2 separate regions of the Mus musculus genome follow, and region 1 is linked to region 2. Evidence: chromatin contacts called from public HiChIP or PLAC-seq data. All regions are on one chromosome and are shown on one strand. The core of a region is the stretch at or near the end of the contact, and the rest is flanking DNA. Distances in the headings are between cores, read along the strand shown. Region 1 holds the start of Entpd5 (ectonucleoside triphosphate diphosphohydrolase 5). Region 2 overlaps Zfp410 (zinc finger protein 410).

Region 1 (5,117 bases), core at 728-3,227, 72 kb after region 2:
TGCCACCTGGCTGTGGTGGCACATGCCTTTAATCCCAGCATTTGGGAGGCAGAGGCAGGCTGATCTCTGTGATTTCCAGAACAGCCTGGTCTACAGAGAGAGCCAAGGCTACATGGAGGAATTCTGTTTTGGGAAAGAAAAATAAAATAAGAAAAGCACTATGCATATGTTAAGAAGCAACGTTCCCAGGCTCCACATCTTTAATTGCAGCACTCGGAGGCAAAGGAAAGCAGATCTTTGAGAGTTCTAGTCCAGGAAAACACACATAGTGAGGCTGGATCTCAAAAGAGGGGGTGATGGTCTGGAGAGATGGCTCTGGGTTAAGATCACTGGATGCTAGTCCAGAGGTCCCAGGTTTGATTCTCAGCATCCACATGTCAGCTCACAACCATCTCTAATTCAAGTTCCAACGACCTCTTCTGGCCTCCAGAGGCACTGCATACACCTAGCACATAGATTTGCAGGCAGAACGTCCATATATATAAAATAAAAATAACGGTGAAAAAAATAAACAAAGACACTTTTATTTTAAGTCAAAATTTTATGTCTGAGATAATCTGTAGAAGTATATTCAAATGGTAAATGTGGGACTGGCTTTTATTTACAACCAATTTTTGTAAAACAAACAAACAAACAAATAAATAAAAAGTCTAAATATACATACCTATGACAGAAAATGCCCCTACTCCCTTTCTGCTAGTTAGCAATAGGTGCTTTATAGATTGCTTCTCAGAGGTAATGTACATTATCTAAGGGAAGGTACATGATGTAGAGGTGATTCTACTCATAAGTTCATGGCATGTCACCAGAAATATAGTCAAAATAGGCCATAGCCGTGCTAGCAGAAGGTTCAAACGGTTTCCAAGGTCTCTCATCAAATCTACTTGCTTACTCTAACCGCAAAATTTACAAACCACACAAACCACGCCCTCTGGGGGGGGGATGAGGTGGGAAAAGAGAGATTTAGAGGTCAAAGATGTCACCTTACAGTTAGGGGCTTAGTAACTAAGGTCTCCCTAGAGAGAGGGGAGGAGGAGTTCTAACAATGATGTTTCAAAATAAATGTTAAATGAAATTTGAAGCGGAGTGATAAAGCAGAACCGCGCTTCACTCCCAAGCCTATTGACAAGGCAGCCACAATACCTGTCTTCCGTAATGACTCACTCACGCTCAGTGAATGAAGACATAATCACAGGGTTCCTCTTCTGAACCAACTAGAATACTGGATGGAGTACTACTCCTCGGGAACCCGGGTGCGAGGCAAGTGCTTGCAACTTTATGCAACTTGCAGCAATGGGACTTCAGGCACTAGAGGATGTGGGCGATGTTAACTAACAGGAACCTGGCGGTCGGCTGGAGCCAAGCACCTGCCACCTAGATCCGGGGACCAACGATCCCCCCCCCCCCCCCCCGCCACACCGCTCCAGGCAGGGGAGCCAGAGTCTGAGCACCGGAGCCCGCGGACCCTCGGAGGCTGACAGCCTCACTCAAGCCACCGCCCTCGGAAAAGTCAACTGCCTCCCTGAAAGCGTTTGGCCTGGGATGTCCCCGGGTGCACTGTCCTCCAGGGAGCCCGCGAGACAGAAGCGAGGATGGAGGGGAGGTAAGCATGAGGCGGGCAGCGAGGGCGCCGCCACCGAGACAGAAGCAGGGATGCGGGCAGGACCGCCACGGTGGCCGCGCCAGAGGCTTGGAAGATCCGCCCGCCCGACTGGAAGCGCTTCAAGCCTCACTGGCGCCGCTCCGATGCGCGCGGGGCGGTCGGAGAGCCGCCGGCCATGGAGCCTCAGGGGGCGCGAGACAAGTCGTGGGAGGCTAAGACGCCGCAGCCCCGCGCCCGACACCCGCCCCTGCCGAGCTCCCGGCCTCCCGCCCGGCTCCAACCCCGGGAGCGCCGCCGAGGCTCGTGCACACTCACCGCGCGCGCCGCCCTGGCGCGGACGCCCGCCGCCTCGGAGCGATCTCCGCCCCGCCCCTCGCCGCGGTCACGTCACGCGCGTGCGCCCTCCGCGTGCCCTCAACGGCGCGGAGGACGTTAGCCCTTCGGCGTGGTGGTTTCCTTAGAGACGGAGTCGGCCCAGGTGGCGGCCACCAGGACACCAGCACGGTGAGACTCCCGCAGAAGTCAAGATGCCGGCGAAGGACAAGAGGAAAGACAAGAGGAAAGACAAGAGGAAAGGCAAAAACAAAGGCAAAGAACCAAAGTAAGAGCAGCGCAGAGGCTCCCCGTTCCCCCTGCCTACCCTTGTCATTTTGCGGCGCTAACTGGATGCCTCTGTCAGGCTTTTGTGGACAGCTCCTGTTCATTCTTGATTGGCCCTAAGATCTGAGAGCTCTCCATTGTGAGACTGATATAAACACATTCTTTTCTATTCTAGCTCTTGTCTGAGTGGTTAAAGTTGTTCCTTGGGTCATTCAGGAATCCTCTTGGGATCAAAGGGAGCACGCGAAATGATTTAACTGGACGGATCAGTACACACACAAACACCACACACAGAGACACAGAGTGAACAGCTATAGCGCTAACCCCATGGATGGTCCCTAGGAATTGTTGCTAGAATGTCAATAGAATGACTGGGCTACAGGATGGTTCCTCAGGACTTTGGAGTCACACAAGGAGTTCAACGCCGTAGATGAGAAATGCAAAGGGATCGCTTAAGCTTGTGACTGTAATGTGAATTCTCTGGAGACAAGTTAAGTAACACACACCTCTGGTCGCATTGCTCTGGAGGCTGAGGCAGGGAGATCACAGCCACTGCTACATATGGAGACCTCGTCTTTAAAAACAAGTCTGAGTGTAGTTCAGTGATAGAGTGCTTCTTGTGCAGGGTCCTAGGTACCATCTCCAGCAAAGTAACTTAAGAGAGTAACTTTCTTTTTAAAAAAGATTTGTTTATTTTTATTTATATGCATACACTGTATGCTGTCTTTAGGCACACTCCAGAAGATCCCATTACAGATGGTTGTGAGCCACCATGTGGTTGCTGGGAGTTGAACTCAGAACCTCTGGAAGAACAGTCAGTGCTCTTAATCTCTGAGCTATCTCTCCAGCTCTGTACCACAGTGTTTTGTTAATGCTGGTGCAATCTTTATTTCAAAGGACTTTACCTTTTGAATCCATCCTAGGGCCTTGATGTATACTTACCATGCATTCTACTTCTACTTCTACCTGATACATGCATACCATGCACTCTAACTTTACCTGATGTATGCATACCATTCAGTCTTCTTCTTCCTAATGTATGCTTATTATACATTCTACTTCTACCTGATGTATGCTTACTGTACATTCTGCTTCTACATGTCTACATTCCCAAGGTCTTACTTTTTTTTTCCCCCATCTCTGCATCAATGACTATGGTGTGTGTTTTTCAGGCATCCTTAAAGCCTGGGATAATGTGTTACCAACAATTGAAGTACTTAACATGAAGTACTTACCAACAAATGAAGTACTTAACATACCTGCCCCAAGTAACCTGATCCTTTGTCTAAGAACTAAGCAAAACAAAACAATAGCAACAAAGGCTGTGGAGAGGACAGATATACAACAATTGTGTCTTCGTGTAGAACATGAGACCCAGGCTCACAACTGAGTGAAAGAGGAGAAAGGATTGCAGAGCACTTGCCTAGCATGCTCGAGCCTGGGTCTGATACTCAGCACAGCAAAGAGCAGGAAACAAGAATATGGAGAATGGAGTACATGAGAAGCTAGAGAGCTTTATGAAATACATTTGGCCTCTTATTTCCTCTTTGTTTTTCTCATCCTTTAAGTCATACTTCAAAAATAATTAATAGTCATACTCCAAAGTTCTCCTCTTGAGGAAGAAGCACCAATTTAAGTCTCTTATATGAATACTAATATATATATATATTATTAATGTATTAATGCATTAGTCCAACAATATATGCTTTTATGTGTCAGGCAAGCCAAACAAAATAGAAATGATACTAATAAATTACATGTTGTCAATATCTTCTTCTGCAGGAAAATAATCAAATCAGATGAACCTGCAATTGAAAGAGCCAAAGCCAATGCCTCTCTTTGGGAGGCCAGATTGGAAGTCACAGAACTCTCTAGGATTGAATATCGTGATACTTCCCGAAGACTGGCAAAAAATAATGAAGACTTAAAGAAACAGCAATATAACATGGAAAAAGACATTATGTCTGTATTAAGCTACTTGAAGAAGCAGGATCAAGAGAAAGATAATATGGTAGGTAGGTAGAAAACTGAACATCACAACTTCCCTCTGTGTTTATGTGACATGGTTTTATATATATATATATATATATATATTTTTTTTTTTTTTTATTTTTCGAGACAGGGTTTCTCTGTGTAGCCCTGGCTGTCCTGGAACTCACTCTGTAGACCAGGCTGGCCTCAAACACAGAAATCCACCTGCCTCTGCCTCCCAAGTGCTAGGATTAAAGGCATGTACCACCACGCTCGGCATGGTTATATTTTTGTAAGGTTTTTTGTTTTGTTTGTTCCCGGCAGAGTTAACCCTTAGCCCTGTTTGAAGCATGTTGTTATTTCAGAATGGCTTTGCTGTCATTGTCTTTCCTTTCTTTCTGTTGTGTTATTCACATTAACTGATATGAAAGCAACTCCAAAACAGAGAGTGATGGCTTAGCAGTAAAGAGTGTGTATTGGGCTGGCGGTGGTGGCCCACGCCTTTAATCCCAGCACTCAGGAGGCAGAGGCAGGTGGATTTCTGAGTTCTGAGTTCGAGGCCAGCCTGATCTACAGAGTGAGTTCCAGGTCAGCCAGGGCTACACAGAGGCCCTGTCTCAGAAAAAAAAAAAGTGTGCACTGCTCTCCAGAGGACCTGAGTTTCATTCCCAGCACCCACACAGGGAAACCTGTAATTCCAGCTCCAGGGAGGTGTGATGTTTCTTGGCCACCAAAGGCACCCACATACCCACATACATGTGGCCATACTCAGATATAGCACATAACTTTTTAAAAATCTGAAAAAACAACTGATACATTAAAAACCTATTTGAGGGCTGGAGAGATGGCTCAGCAGTTAAGATAACTGACTGCTCTTCCAGAGGTTCTGAGTTCAAATCCCAGCAACCATGTGGTAGCTCACAACCATCTGTAATGAGATCCG
Region 2 (4,753 bases), core at 827-3,326:
TAGGGCAAGAGCTCCACCACCACTGACTTGTTCCCAGCCCTGCTTGTGTGTTATAGCTCGTGTTCCCGTATTGCCAGAGATGGACCCAAGCCCTCAAAGCTTCCAGACACAAGGCTTGGTTGTCAGACCTGATCAGTGAGTTCAGGTGGTGTCAACCGTGACCTTAGGTTCTCTCTTAATCTTTACCCTTGTTTTTCAACCCAATAGTTCATTGGTCATTTTCCTTAGTTCTATTCCTTCACATTAGAATTCTTCTATATGTTGGACCCTCCTCCATGAAGTAGGGCTAGTTGATCATTTACACAAGTAAACGCAAGTTAAATAAAATGCTTTTTATTATGGGCTTGTTGGTTTTTGTTTGGTTGATTGGTTTTTGTTTTGTTTGTTTTCTCAAGAAGGCCTGGATTGAAACAAGCTACATAGACCAGGCTGGCCTTGAATTTAGAGTGATTCTCCTGTCTCAGCTTCCTAAGTTCTGGGACTGTTGGCATGCACTGTCATGGCCTGTCTTCATTGTAAGCTTTCCTAATAAGGGACCGGTGCTTTGGTGACTTGCTGTGCAGATAAATTGGTTGCTTGACTTACTTGGGGGTTGTTTATAGCTAGTACTTAGACATAGTTAAGAGAGTACTACTGTCCTTTCAGAGGCCCACATCAGGTAACTCCAGTTCTAGGAGACCTCATACCCTCGGGCCTTGCTGGCACCTGCATGGACGTGATGCACCTAAACCCACACAGAAACACACGCGTTTCCATATGAGTAAATCTGAAAAAGAAAAAGAAACTCGAAAGAATTGTTTTTTTTCTCTCTCTCTCTCTCTCTCTCTCTCTCTCTCTCTCTCCCTCCCTCCCTCCCTCCCTCCCTCCCTCCCTCCCTCCCTCCCTCCTTCCTTCCTTCCTTCCTTCCTTCCTTCCTTGTTTTTGTTTTTTTCTTTTGAGATGAATTCACTAAAACCTACCTGTCAAGTTCTGGGATTAAAGGCATGTACCTCCACTCCACATCCAGCTATTTTTGACGTTTTAAAAATATGGCTGTGGCCAGGCCAGATAGTTTATTGCCTAGCACTCAAGAGGGTAATATAGGATTGCCATGAATTTGAAGCCAACCTGGGCTATAGTGAATTCCAGGACATCTGTGTCTAAAGAGTGAGATGTCTGCAAATACAAGAGTAGGAATGGAGGTTTCAGTCTGTAGCTCACAGTGCCTAGAATTCACTGTGGCAGCCCAGGCTGGCTACATTTTTTTAACCTTCCTGCCCTTAGTCTCCTAAGGAATATAGGAATATAACTTTCTTCCATCATTCTATGTGACACTTTTTTGGATTTTTCTAATCATTAGGCCATTTAATTAGTCCTACAGTAAATAGTCTATATGTAGGTTATATCCTATTGTAACTGAGGGGCATATCTTGAGAGGTGGACAGAAGTATCAGTATTTCTAGGTAATGTTAGATTCCCCACCACAGATCCGGTTTTGTTTTGTTTTGTTGCATTCTCCTCAGTAATGAAAATCAAAATTGTTGTGTAATGCCTTTACCACTTGTAAATTGGTTCTCAGTATTTACAAGTTAGAGAATCTTATCTAAAGTTCCTGTTCTAGCTCTTCGTTAAAAAAATCTTGTCAGGCAGTGGTGGCGCATGCCTTGAAGTGAGCACAGGAGGCAGAGGCAGGCAGATTTCTGAGTTTGAGGCCAGCCTGGTCTACACAGTGAGTTCAGGACAGCCAGGGCTACACGGAGAAACCCTGTCTTGAAAAACAAAACAAAACAAAAAAATCTTAGCTGGGCAGTGGTGGTGGCACATGTGCCTTTAATCTCAGCACTTGAGGAAGAGGCAGGTAGATCTCTGAGTTTGAGGCTAGCCTAGTCTACAAAACAAGTTCCAGGACAGCTGGGCCTACACAGAGAAACCCTGTCTCAAACAGACGGTCTGGCAGAACAAGGCTTGCATCAAAACATAGCAACAATAGCCAGAACTAAGTAACAGCTGCCCTTCTCCTGGGGAAGTGCTCCATTTCGCTCCTTCATGCCTGCCTGCTCTGTAGATGTGAGCCTTTGCCTGCGAAAAGTAGTTTTGGACCTTTGTTCTGAGCATGCGTGTCTGGTAGATGAATGGAAACTGTTGAGGACTTATGGACAGACCATATTTGTTAAAAGAATCATTTGTGAATGTTGAAGACATTGAGTCTTTACAGGAAATAGGATGTGGGATATTATAAACCTAGGTTTGTAATGAATCCTTGAGGTAGATATGAATTCTGTTGGTTGAAGGAAGTCTGTTGGAAAAGGAAGTAAATATGTTCTGTAATGCCATGATACTACATTAAAGAGGCTATTTTGGAAGGACTGTGGTGTAGAAAGAGGAAGTGCCAGGAGAGAGTGCGTGTGCGAAGCTCTCCCGGGGTACCTTTCTTGCCTTTCCCGTACGGAAAGCTCTGTCCAAAGAGCAACCTTCTTGCTGTCAGAACTGCCTGCCGCCTTTTGGGCTGCCCAGTCTTAACGTGGTTCCCTTTGCAGGTGAGAAGCCTCATCAGTGCCAGGTCTGTGGGAAGACCTTCTCTCAGAGTGGGAGTAGGAATGTGCATATGAGAAAGCATCACTTGCAGCTGGGGACAACTGGGAGTCAAGAACAGGATCAAACCGGTGAGGACGGTGGTCAGAGTGGACATCTGTGTTCAACAGCCAAGTCATCGGCTGGCCTTGGCTTTTTGGAAATCTGGTTAGGCTTTGGGTGGAGAAACTTGGTTTCATTTGATGGCTTTATAGTTTGTAACAGCTGCACAGCACAAACATCTGCAAACTTTTAAAACATATCTTCTCATTGCTCATGTTCCTCCCCTTAAAACAAAGGAACTTGATAAATGAGCTGAGTTGTAAATCCCAGAACACTTAGTATTAAAAATTCAACTAAGGGCTTTAAACAGTTTCTCTGATGATGTATGCCTGTAAATCTACTTGGAAGGCTGAAGTGAGCAACGTAGTAAGACCCTCATCTTAGGAAACAGAAGCCAGGTGTATTGGCACATGCCTTAAATCCCAGCACATGAGAAGTAGAAGTTGGAGACCAGGGGTCAAGGCCAGCCTCAGCTACAGTAAAAGTACATGGGACCCTGTCTCAGAAAACAAAACTAGTAAGTGAGTGAACATTCCCCTAATGAGTTTGAGGTCAACTAGTGCTGGCCCACAATTCAGTTTTTAAGGAATATGGACTTAAAAGATTTAAAATCTTTTATTTAAGAGTTTTGACAGCCCTTTTCCTACTTTAAAATTGATGAAACTCCTTTTCCTTTCCCATGTCTTAAATATCATTTCATCTTTATTCTAAGCTAATCTTCAGATGATGGTCGCATGCACAGATAGCCGTCCCTAAGAACCAGCTCTTTCCTCTAGGTTTATTCTTATCTGAAAGTGAGTAAAATAGGAGGTAGCATCTGAGACAAAACACTTACAGTTCTGAAAGAGGGGGCCAGCTTCCTGGTGAAGGGAGGTGAGGACCAGGCCCAGTGACTGCTGTATGTCTCTCACGTCCTGTTCTCTGTGCAGCCGAGCCACTAATGGGCAGTAGTTTGCTTGAAGACGCTTCAGTTCCCAATAAAAACCTGGTGTCTATGAATTCCCAGTCCAGCCTTGGTGGAGAGTCCTTGAATCTATCAAATACCAATTCTATCCTTGGAGTTGATGATGGTAAGACATTTAATTCTCCTTTATTTGGGGGAAACGAATTGTAACTAGACACTAAGGGATAGAGTGTCTCCAAAATGGAGGTTTTAGTATTATCTCTTGTACGATGCTGATTGAATAGTATTTATACTTACTCTCTGGGGTGGATAAATGAATCCTTTTCATTTTTAATGATTTAATATGATATTAACACAGAAATAAAAATTAAAAGATAAAATTATCTGTAATCCTTAGCATCCTAGCCCAACTGTGTCTGTCTTTCCTGTTGCAGTTATGGAAGAGCTTAACTTTTAAAACATTTAAACAGAGCATAACCAGGTTTTACAGAGGAGATACAAAGCAATTTCTCCATACCTTCAAAAGCCATGTCTTCTGGAGAACAGAAAGGGCTCTCTAGGAAACAGTTGCTCCTCTGGTATAGAAATTTCACCCAGCTTACACAGGCCAGGCCCTCTTCTCTGAAAATCTTACCAGGTGAGGTCAGCATGCATTTATTCAGTGCCTACTGTGTGCCTGGCACCATGGGAAAGACAAAAGTAGAAGGCAGGGACCATCAGCTCTAGTTGAGAAGTGAGAACTTGGTAAAGTGTGTGAGACACCATTTAGTAAACAGAGAGTTTACAGTAGCAAACATCCATTGCTCAGTGCAGTCGAGGAGAGCAGACCGAGCTACAGACCTTCCAGGACCCCACTGGGGAATGTCTACTAGGTGTAAGATCATGTTTTAGTCATTCCTGTCCTTCACAATATGAGGTAAAAGTGACCATGTTTTTGTAACTTCTGTGTGGAGCTTACAAGGCCTAAAATGTGCTACCCAGGTCTGCCTGTTTGCTGAGCAGTACTAGTGCAAGCCTGATGACAAAATAAATTGCTGAGAACTTTGCTGGCCTTGAAGAAGCAAATTCCAGGGAGGAAGGGACATTGAGTATGAATTTTGAAGCCAGGATTAATTAGCTCAGGTTCTTGACGCATAGTACTGAGAATAGCAGTATTGTCGACCTCAGGGGCTGGCTCTCGGTCTCTGGTCTGCCTGCCTGTGCAGTGTGTGCTGTAGTTCATACACTGTTGTAATC

The links. HiChIP or PLAC-seq counts read pairs in DNA pulled down with a chosen protein or histone mark.
Region 1: an H3K4me3 HiChIP or PLAC-seq map of bone marrow-derived macrophages shows a contact between it and region 2, with 2.1 times the contacts expected there. The contact joins the promoter of Entpd5 here to the enhancer-like site in region 2. A contact is called at or near these places in 7 of 39 promoter capture datasets (3T3-L1-derived adipocytes, the HPC-7 cell line, HPC-7-derived erythroid cells and 4 more), 3 of 15 datasets of contacts at CTCF or cohesin (the NIH/3T3 cell line, large pre-B cells and pro-B cells), 8 of 484 Hi-C or Micro-C datasets (CD8 T cells, the HL-1 cell line, embryonic stem cells and 4 more), 6 of 115 datasets of contacts at active chromatin or transcription factors (the SCID.adh cell line, bone marrow-derived macrophages, embryonic stem cells and 1 more) and 4 of 9 other capture datasets (adipose tissue, embryonic stem cells, liver and 1 more).

The regions. Positions count from the first base shown.
Region 1 is chr12:84,407,052-84,412,168 of GRCm38.p6, forward strand. It overlaps Entpd5 (ectonucleoside triphosphate diphosphohydrolase 5), which reads right to left and starts at 1,978. Exons shown (of 16, transcript NM_001026214.2): 1 at 1,919-1,978. Bbof1 (basal body orientation factor 1) reads left to right here and starts at 2,017. Exons shown (of 12, transcript NM_028377.3): 1 at 2,017-2,204; 2 at 3,986-4,214. The coding sequence starts at 2,131.
Region 2 is chr12:84,335,100-84,339,852 of GRCm38.p6, forward strand. Zfp410 (zinc finger protein 410) reads left to right here. Exons shown (of 12, transcript NM_144833.4): 9 at 2,517-2,642; 10 at 3,543-3,683. Among named protein-coding and RNA genes, the nearest start is that of Zfp410, 21 kb to the left of the region's middle. Within about 2 kb of position 2,077, at least 39 of the 459 cell types and tissues checked have an H3K27ac peak or open chromatin away from gene starts, as enhancers often do. A contact at or near this core is called in the HPC-7 cell line, bone marrow-derived macrophages and pre-B cells, where this site is marked.